Regions from separate parts of the Zea mays genome. Here region 2 is linked to region 1. Evidence: chromatin contacts called from public Hi-C data. All regions are on one chromosome and are shown on one strand. Each heading gives the region's core, a stretch centred on a gene start, on an enhancer-like site or on the middle of the called end of the contact. The rest is flanking DNA. Distances are from core to core; before and after follow the strand shown. Region 1 holds the start of LOC100383022 (Transducin/WD40 repeat-like superfamily protein). Region 2 holds the start of LOC103640595 (patatin-like protein 3).

Region 1 (3,152 bases), core at 328-2,827:
ACAAAAGAGGAGACCCCAGACGTGGTTTATACCTTCTCTTTCCAGTATCTAGTTGCCACACAACAATAACTCCCTCCAAACCACCTAACATAGAAAAAATTGTCATTGAGAAGTACAGGTCTTCCAGGGAAAGACTGAGTTAAATTGACATAGACAGAAAGTAAATGACTCAGTATGCTAAACCTGAAAACAAGTATGCTCCATCAGAAGAAAACTTGAGAAACCTCACACTGCTTGAGTGCCAATGCCATGTTGTGCAAGTGTCTGCATCATCATCCCCCCTAACACCATCCCTTCCGTCATCCTCTTTCGACTGTACACTACTTTCAGAGAACTTTGAGTTTCCAAAACATCTCCAAATCAGGATCCGCCCTGTTACATCACCACCAGCCACAGTTCTCTCAGTTGGATGGAATGCCAGAGTGGTCAAGTGTTTGGTGTGCCGGAGCTTTATCTTCCTTATCTTGTCAGGCTTGAAATCTTTTGTTGGTATGCGCCATATATGGAGCTTTCTTTTATTTGTAATGCCCAAGAATTCTCCAGAACTACTTGCAACGATCTTTTCTGGTTTACGTGTCTGTTTAGATCAGAGCAAATAGTTCATGGAAGCAAGGTTGTAACATTAAAAAACAGAAGTGACACATATTCAACATAATTCTGTACTTTATAATTGAAATTTGAAAACTTATTATATTCGATTCAAATACCAAGAGCATCAGCAAGCATAACCGTCAATATAAAGTACATTAAAGACCAAGATTTATTATGTGGAAATTGACAGATATTGAGTGACAAAGATTTATTATAAAGCTTCTCACCTCGGCCAGGAGGCCACCCACTTGGCGCCCCTTTGTCAGGTCATAAACTCTCATCTGCCCACACAGCGCTTTTGGTTCACTTGCCAGCTTACTCGTATCCTCCACAGAGATGAATGCAAAGGGGCTCGACACCTCAACTCCTTTTGAGGTCCTATATATGTCAGGAACCACCTGCACTCACGGAATCAAATCACAAGCACGCACATTGGCACATGTAATCTCGATTTTTCTCAGCTCAGAATACAAACTAATGATAACCAGAGCAACAGAAATCGAGGAGGCAGCAGGTTGAGCTTACCATGGAGTGGACGGGGAGCCCAACCTGGACCTTCCGCATCACCTCCGCGGCCAAGAAGTCCCAGTAGATGAGCACCCCGTCGAGCCCCGCCGTCCAGCAGTAGCTCGCAAGCTTGGCCGCCGCGGTCGCCTGCGCTGGCGGCGCCACCACCACCACGGCGGTGACGTCCCCCTCGTGCCCCTCCAGCTCCGACACCTGCGACACACCAAAACCCCCGACAACAGTCACAACCCGCACCTCAACAAATTTCCTTCATCGAAGACGGCGGCGCACGGGGCCGGGCTTACTAGCATGGCGGTGGCGGTGCTGAAGACGGAGACGGCGCGACCGGAGCAGACGAGGAGGAGGCGCCCGTCGGCCGAGAAGGCCGGCGGCGCCGAGACGTAGCTCTGGCCGCCGGTGATCATGGCGGTGACGGCGAGGAGGCGCTAGCCGCTAGGGTTTTGGGGTCCAAGTCCGAGTGGGAATGGAGTGGGGGAGGGAGACGGCGCTGGCTCGACAGAGTAGTAGGGTTTTGGGGCCTTGTTTGCCGAGGCGAACTGGCGAAGAGTGGCTCTGAACGGGTTAACGGGCCTAAACCCGCTTCGTATTTGGGCTGTAGGATAATGGACTGGGCCGAGCCGAGCTCCTTTGTCCCTGTCGATGAGGCCGGGCTGGATTAGGCCTTAGGGTAGCTTGCAAGAATGATGTCCAAGGCCAAGGCTCACAGTGTTATCCTTATCCTTATATCATACTTTAGATTAGATTTAGAATTTCTGATACAAATTTAATTTTCTAACTTTTTTTATCCGTCTGAGATGCTCTTACGTAGGGGTGGTAATGGATCGCGATCCAAATGGTTCTTCACAAAATAGTAGGGCCCTAAATAAATTTTAGTTCAAAAATAAATAGAAATAAGATCCGATCCTAATCCGATCCGATCCTTAAATCTTATAATATAAAATTAAGAGTCTTACGATTCGGTTTTTTATACGTAAACACGAAACACGCGCCCTCGCGCGTCTTTTGAAAGTTGCCACGCGAAACAGAAACAGGCAGCACGTCGTAATAATAATTGGGCATCCCAATCTTTCTTATTTTATCTCGGCCAACGTGGACGGCGCGTGATTTTCTCTTCTCTCGCAGTCGCAGCACGGCAGTCGGCAGCAGGCAGGCAGCCAGCCAGCAGCCAGCAGCTGCGAATCGAAGCGGAATCGAAGCCCACCACCAGCAGCAGTGCCCACTTGCTTGGAGCGCGAGTTTACCCCGAGCAAATCGCGGCGGCGCTCGTGCCCGTGCCTCCCGCGTCGAACCCTAGTGCAACTACCAGATCCGGAGATCCCGCGCGGGCGCGGGCGGGACACCAAGCTTCTGACTCAACTCAATCCCCGCACCTGCCAATGCCACCCCCTCGGCGCTGATCCGATCCCGCCGCCGCCGACACTCGCGGGCCCGCCCCATGGATTCCGCCCGGAGCTGGCTCCAGAAGCTGCAGCCGCGGGACAAGGACAGAGAGCGGGGCGCCAAGACGCCGGCGCCGGCGTCGCCCAACGGTGGCGCCGGCAACTCCGCGAGGATGGCCGCCGCGGCGGGGGAGGAGGCGCTGTCTAGCGCCACCAAGCAGAAGGTGGCGGCGGCGAAGCAGTACATCGAGAACCACTACAAGTCGCAGATGAAGTCGCTTCAGGAGCGCAAGGAGAGGTCAGTCCACTCCACTCCACTCCACTCCACTCCACTTTCCTTCCTGGTGTGATGGCAATGCGCGTGTGCCTGGGTGATTTGAGGGGGCTCAGTGCTGGCAAATCGCTATATTTATCAAGTGATGTAACTTTGAGCTGGGCAGTTGGCCTCGGTCTTCTAGTAATTGCTAAGTGATCATTCATCATTTACTATTATCAGCTTGTCTATGCCATTTTTAGGGGAGCCGGGTTCTGTAGGCCTATTAACATTTTATCTGTTTGCAAATACTTACAAAATTGCTAAGGGTCTGTTTGGTTCCAGGGACTAAAGATTAGTCCCTCCATTTTAGTCTCATTATTTTCTTTTGCAATGAGAAA
Region 2 (3,459 bases), core at 839-3,338, 140 kb before region 1:
ATGCTTGCCTGCCTGGTGTGGACCTCCTAGGTCAAGTTTATACATTAATCAACATTACCATTTTACAATGTTGCATGTTGGTACCCTGAAGGTTGTGTCATATCGTGTTTTAGTGCTGAACTCAGTAACTCGTTCGCTGCCATTTCCAATTACAACTCTTGATACTGTAAAGAGAAGTTACCAGAAGAAATTAGACTGAGGTAAAATATTTATAATCTGTCTTTAATTTCAAAGTTTGTGCACTGGAATTTTTGAAGTAGCTTTAAGCATGGAGAATCCCTCGAATTAGCTAGCTTCTGTCCATGCATTGTGCTGTATATTGGCTAAAACTCAGTAGCTTGTGGTAGTTGTTCCAGTATACTTTCTAGAAGTTTTGCTGGGAGTCTGTTTTGATTAATGAATATGTCACTGTGTGGTTCATGCTTGAATTGGAGGGTTGCCAACTTCTCTAGCTGATCTACACAACCAAAACAGAGATGCCACTTGTGCTCCATTGTCAATTCCAGCAAGTGTTTCATGTTGCAGTGAAGAGAGACGCCTGCTTTTGAATTGTGGTCGTGGAATTGCTGCTCTATGGTTCATGCTTTAATTGGAGACTACAGTATGCATGTCTGATGCCTGCTGCTGCATGAGGCATTGGAACGAAAAAACACAGTTGGTTTGCCGTGGCCCACTTAAGTTGTTTCAAAAAAATTAGCGATCACTTTATAGCAGTCTGTTGTGGGCTAAGTTTTTTGGGGAGAAATTATTCTAACAACGGCCACCAATAAGTGATCTTGGGGAAGCATTTTTTTAGTACCTTCTTGGAGTTGCTCTAAAATAACACCGTGGTTATTTTCTCTATCGACGCTGCGGGCGCGCGCGATGGGGTGTCTGGGTGTGGACATGGGTCTCGGCCTTTTGCGCCTCACTCCACTCGCCCACCCCACCCTACCCCCGCGCCATCGCCGGTGGGCGTGGCTTGTGTTGTTGCCCCGTTGCTTTCCAGCCCCACTCCCTTGCCGTCCGCCGGGCTCGGGCACGAACTGCCGAGCCAGCCGGCCACGAGGCGCACCATGTACTCTGCACGCCTGGTGATTGGTGAACTCGTTCGGGTCTCCTTACGTGGTTGGTGGGGCCGAGCTGTCGCGGGCAGTGGTTGAGCAGGTGTGAGCGCGCGTTGCCGCCGCGTGGGCTGGGGCCTCGGGCCTGGGGGTGGGAGCCAGCGCGGAGGGGAAACGCAAATCTGGCGCGGCCCGGAAAAGGCTGCGACCTGCAAGTGCAAGGGGGAGGGAGTGCGGGAGCATGAGGCGGTGGTCGTCAACAGTCAATAATGCGCCATGTCCCCAGACAAATCTGTCTGCTGATGCGTTCTGCTTTGCTCCGCTTCGTGGTCGTGGCTGCCATCACTGATGCTCTGTCAAAAACATGGGTGAAGTGCGATTACTGGTCAGGAAACCCTTTCTGTCCCATCTTCCATCATTCGGTTCGAAAGAGTATCAATCTCTCTCTCTCTCATGAGCACCATACAGCTGATTACTGCACCTTGTTTTTCTTCATACTGAGATTATTGCGCTTTTTTGCCTGGCCCTGGCCATGGCCCCCCGAGAGGCCGAGATTATTGCACTAGGCTTGTGTTTGGTTGCAGGATAGTAGAGCAGCAGTTCGTGCGTGTGGCCTCGAAGCGTAGAGTATACTAGATGATTGTTATAAAAGAATTTGTGCGATATTAAGGTCGATAATAAATATGATGTTCGTTCTTATGTAATCATTGTGCACTAACATTTTGTCGTATATTTTATATGTCGTTACAACGCTCATGCACCTAACTATCACAAAATTTATGTATGGCTAGGATTACAAATAAATTACAAAATATTTTCTTCTAGCAATATAACACACATTTATCGTGATATTATATACTCTCGTTGCAACGCACGGGCACCCATCTAGTTAGCATCAGAAGACTGACATCATACCTCATCAGTCGGATCGGATCGTCGCCCTTCTTTCCATGGATGTCACAGGCAAAAAAACCTAATAAGCTTGGTAATCCTCACTGCTTATTCATAACAACATTCAAAGTTCAAACGGCCAGATCCGATACACCTCTACGCAACGCCACCCTGCACAGGAGACGGCTTCCACGAAACCCGCCTTCTTCTCCTGGCGCAGCAGAGCAGAAACGCGCACTGGGGGTGCTGGTGGGTGGGGGCCATCTATAAAGGCCGCGCGCGCGCGCTGATGAGTAGTGGAGCCATCACGGCATCACCCATCAGCCCATCACCACCTCAACCGACAGCTCGTCACTCTCCTACTCCCGTCCCACCTCCCATCATCCGCGAGCCCCGCCAGGCCCCAGCTGCAGCAGCGGCTATGGCGTCGTCTCCGCCCGACGTGGACCTGGGCAAGCTGAGCTACGAGATCTTCTCCCTACTCGAGAGCAAGTTCCTCTTCGGCGGCGGCTCCGTGCCGGGCACGCCAGCGCGGGCGGCGGCTCCGGGCCCCGGGGAGGACCGCGGCAGGGTGCGGGTGCTGGCGATCGACGGGTGCGGGCCGGGCCCCGGCGACGCGCTGCTGGCGGCGGCCGCGCTCGCGAGGCTGGAGGCGGCGCTGCGGGCGCGCGCGGGGGACCCCGGCGCGCGCGTGGCCGACTTCTTCGACGCGGCGGCGGGGGCCGGCGCCGGCGGCGTGCTGGCCGCGATGCTGTTCGTGCGGGGCGACGACGGGCGGGCGCGGTACACGGCGGCGGACGCGCTGGCGTTCGTGGCGGCCAGCCTCGGGAGAGGCGGCGGGTGGGGCAGCGGCGGCGGCGGGGGCGTACGGGGCAAGTGGGCCGCGCTGTTCCGGCGCGGGGGGAGGCGGGGTGCGCCCTCGCCGCCGCTGCGGCGGGTGTTCGGGGACGCCACGCTCAGGGACACCGTGGCGCCGCTGCTGGTGCCCTGCTACGACCTGGCCACGGCCGCGCCCTTCCTCTTCTCCCGCGCCGACGCCGTCGGGAGCGGCAGCCTCGACTTCCGCCTCCGCGACGTGTGCGCCGCCACCTGCGCCGCCGCCGGGGGCGCCGCGCCCGCCGTGCGGTCCGTGGACGGCCGCACGGCCATCGCCGCCGCGTCCGGCGGCGTCGCCGCCATGGGCAACCCCGCCGCGGCCGCCATCACGCACGTGCTCCACAACAAGCGGGAGTTCCCGCTCGCCGCCGGCGTCGACGACCTCCTCGTCGTGTCCATCGGCTCGGGATCGTCCTTCGCCTCCGCCGCCGCCGCTTCTGCTCCTTCCACCGGCTGGCGGACGCCCGTCCCGCCGCGCTCGCCGTCGCCCGCCGAGATGGTCCGCCTCACCTCCGAGGGTGTCGCCGACATGGTAATTAACCAAAGCCTCCGTCCCGTCGTAGTCGTACAGTAGTGCGTCACACGTACGGCTGCCGTCGAAATTTTAAGTCATAAGTTTATTAACCGCGTCCCCGGCATTTGCGTCTGT

What was found. Hi-C and Micro-C count contacts between places; a contact is called where the count stands out from the background.
Region 2: a Hi-C map of leaf mesophyll shows a contact between it and region 1, with 2.6 times the contacts expected there. The contact joins the promoter of LOC103640595 here to the promoter of LOC100383022 in region 1.

Annotation. Positions count from the first base shown.
Region 1 is chr1:176,879,357-176,882,508 of Zm-B73-REFERENCE-NAM-5.0, reverse strand. LOC100383022 (Transducin/WD40 repeat-like superfamily protein) reads right to left here and starts at 1,577. Exons shown (of 16, transcript NM_001329466.1): 1 at 1,404-1,577; 2 at 1,117-1,311; 3 at 819-989; 4 at 184-577; 5 at 1-84. The coding sequence starts at 1,523. LOC100381537 (putative AGC protein kinase family protein) reads left to right here and starts at 2,263. Exons shown (of 14, transcript NM_001174366.1): 1 at 2,263-2,796. The coding sequence starts at 2,555.
Region 2 is chr1:177,016,367-177,019,825 of Zm-B73-REFERENCE-NAM-5.0, reverse strand. LOC103640595 (patatin-like protein 3) reads left to right here and starts at 2,088. Exons shown (of 3, transcript XM_020546533.2): 1 at 2,088-3,342. The coding sequence starts at 2,224.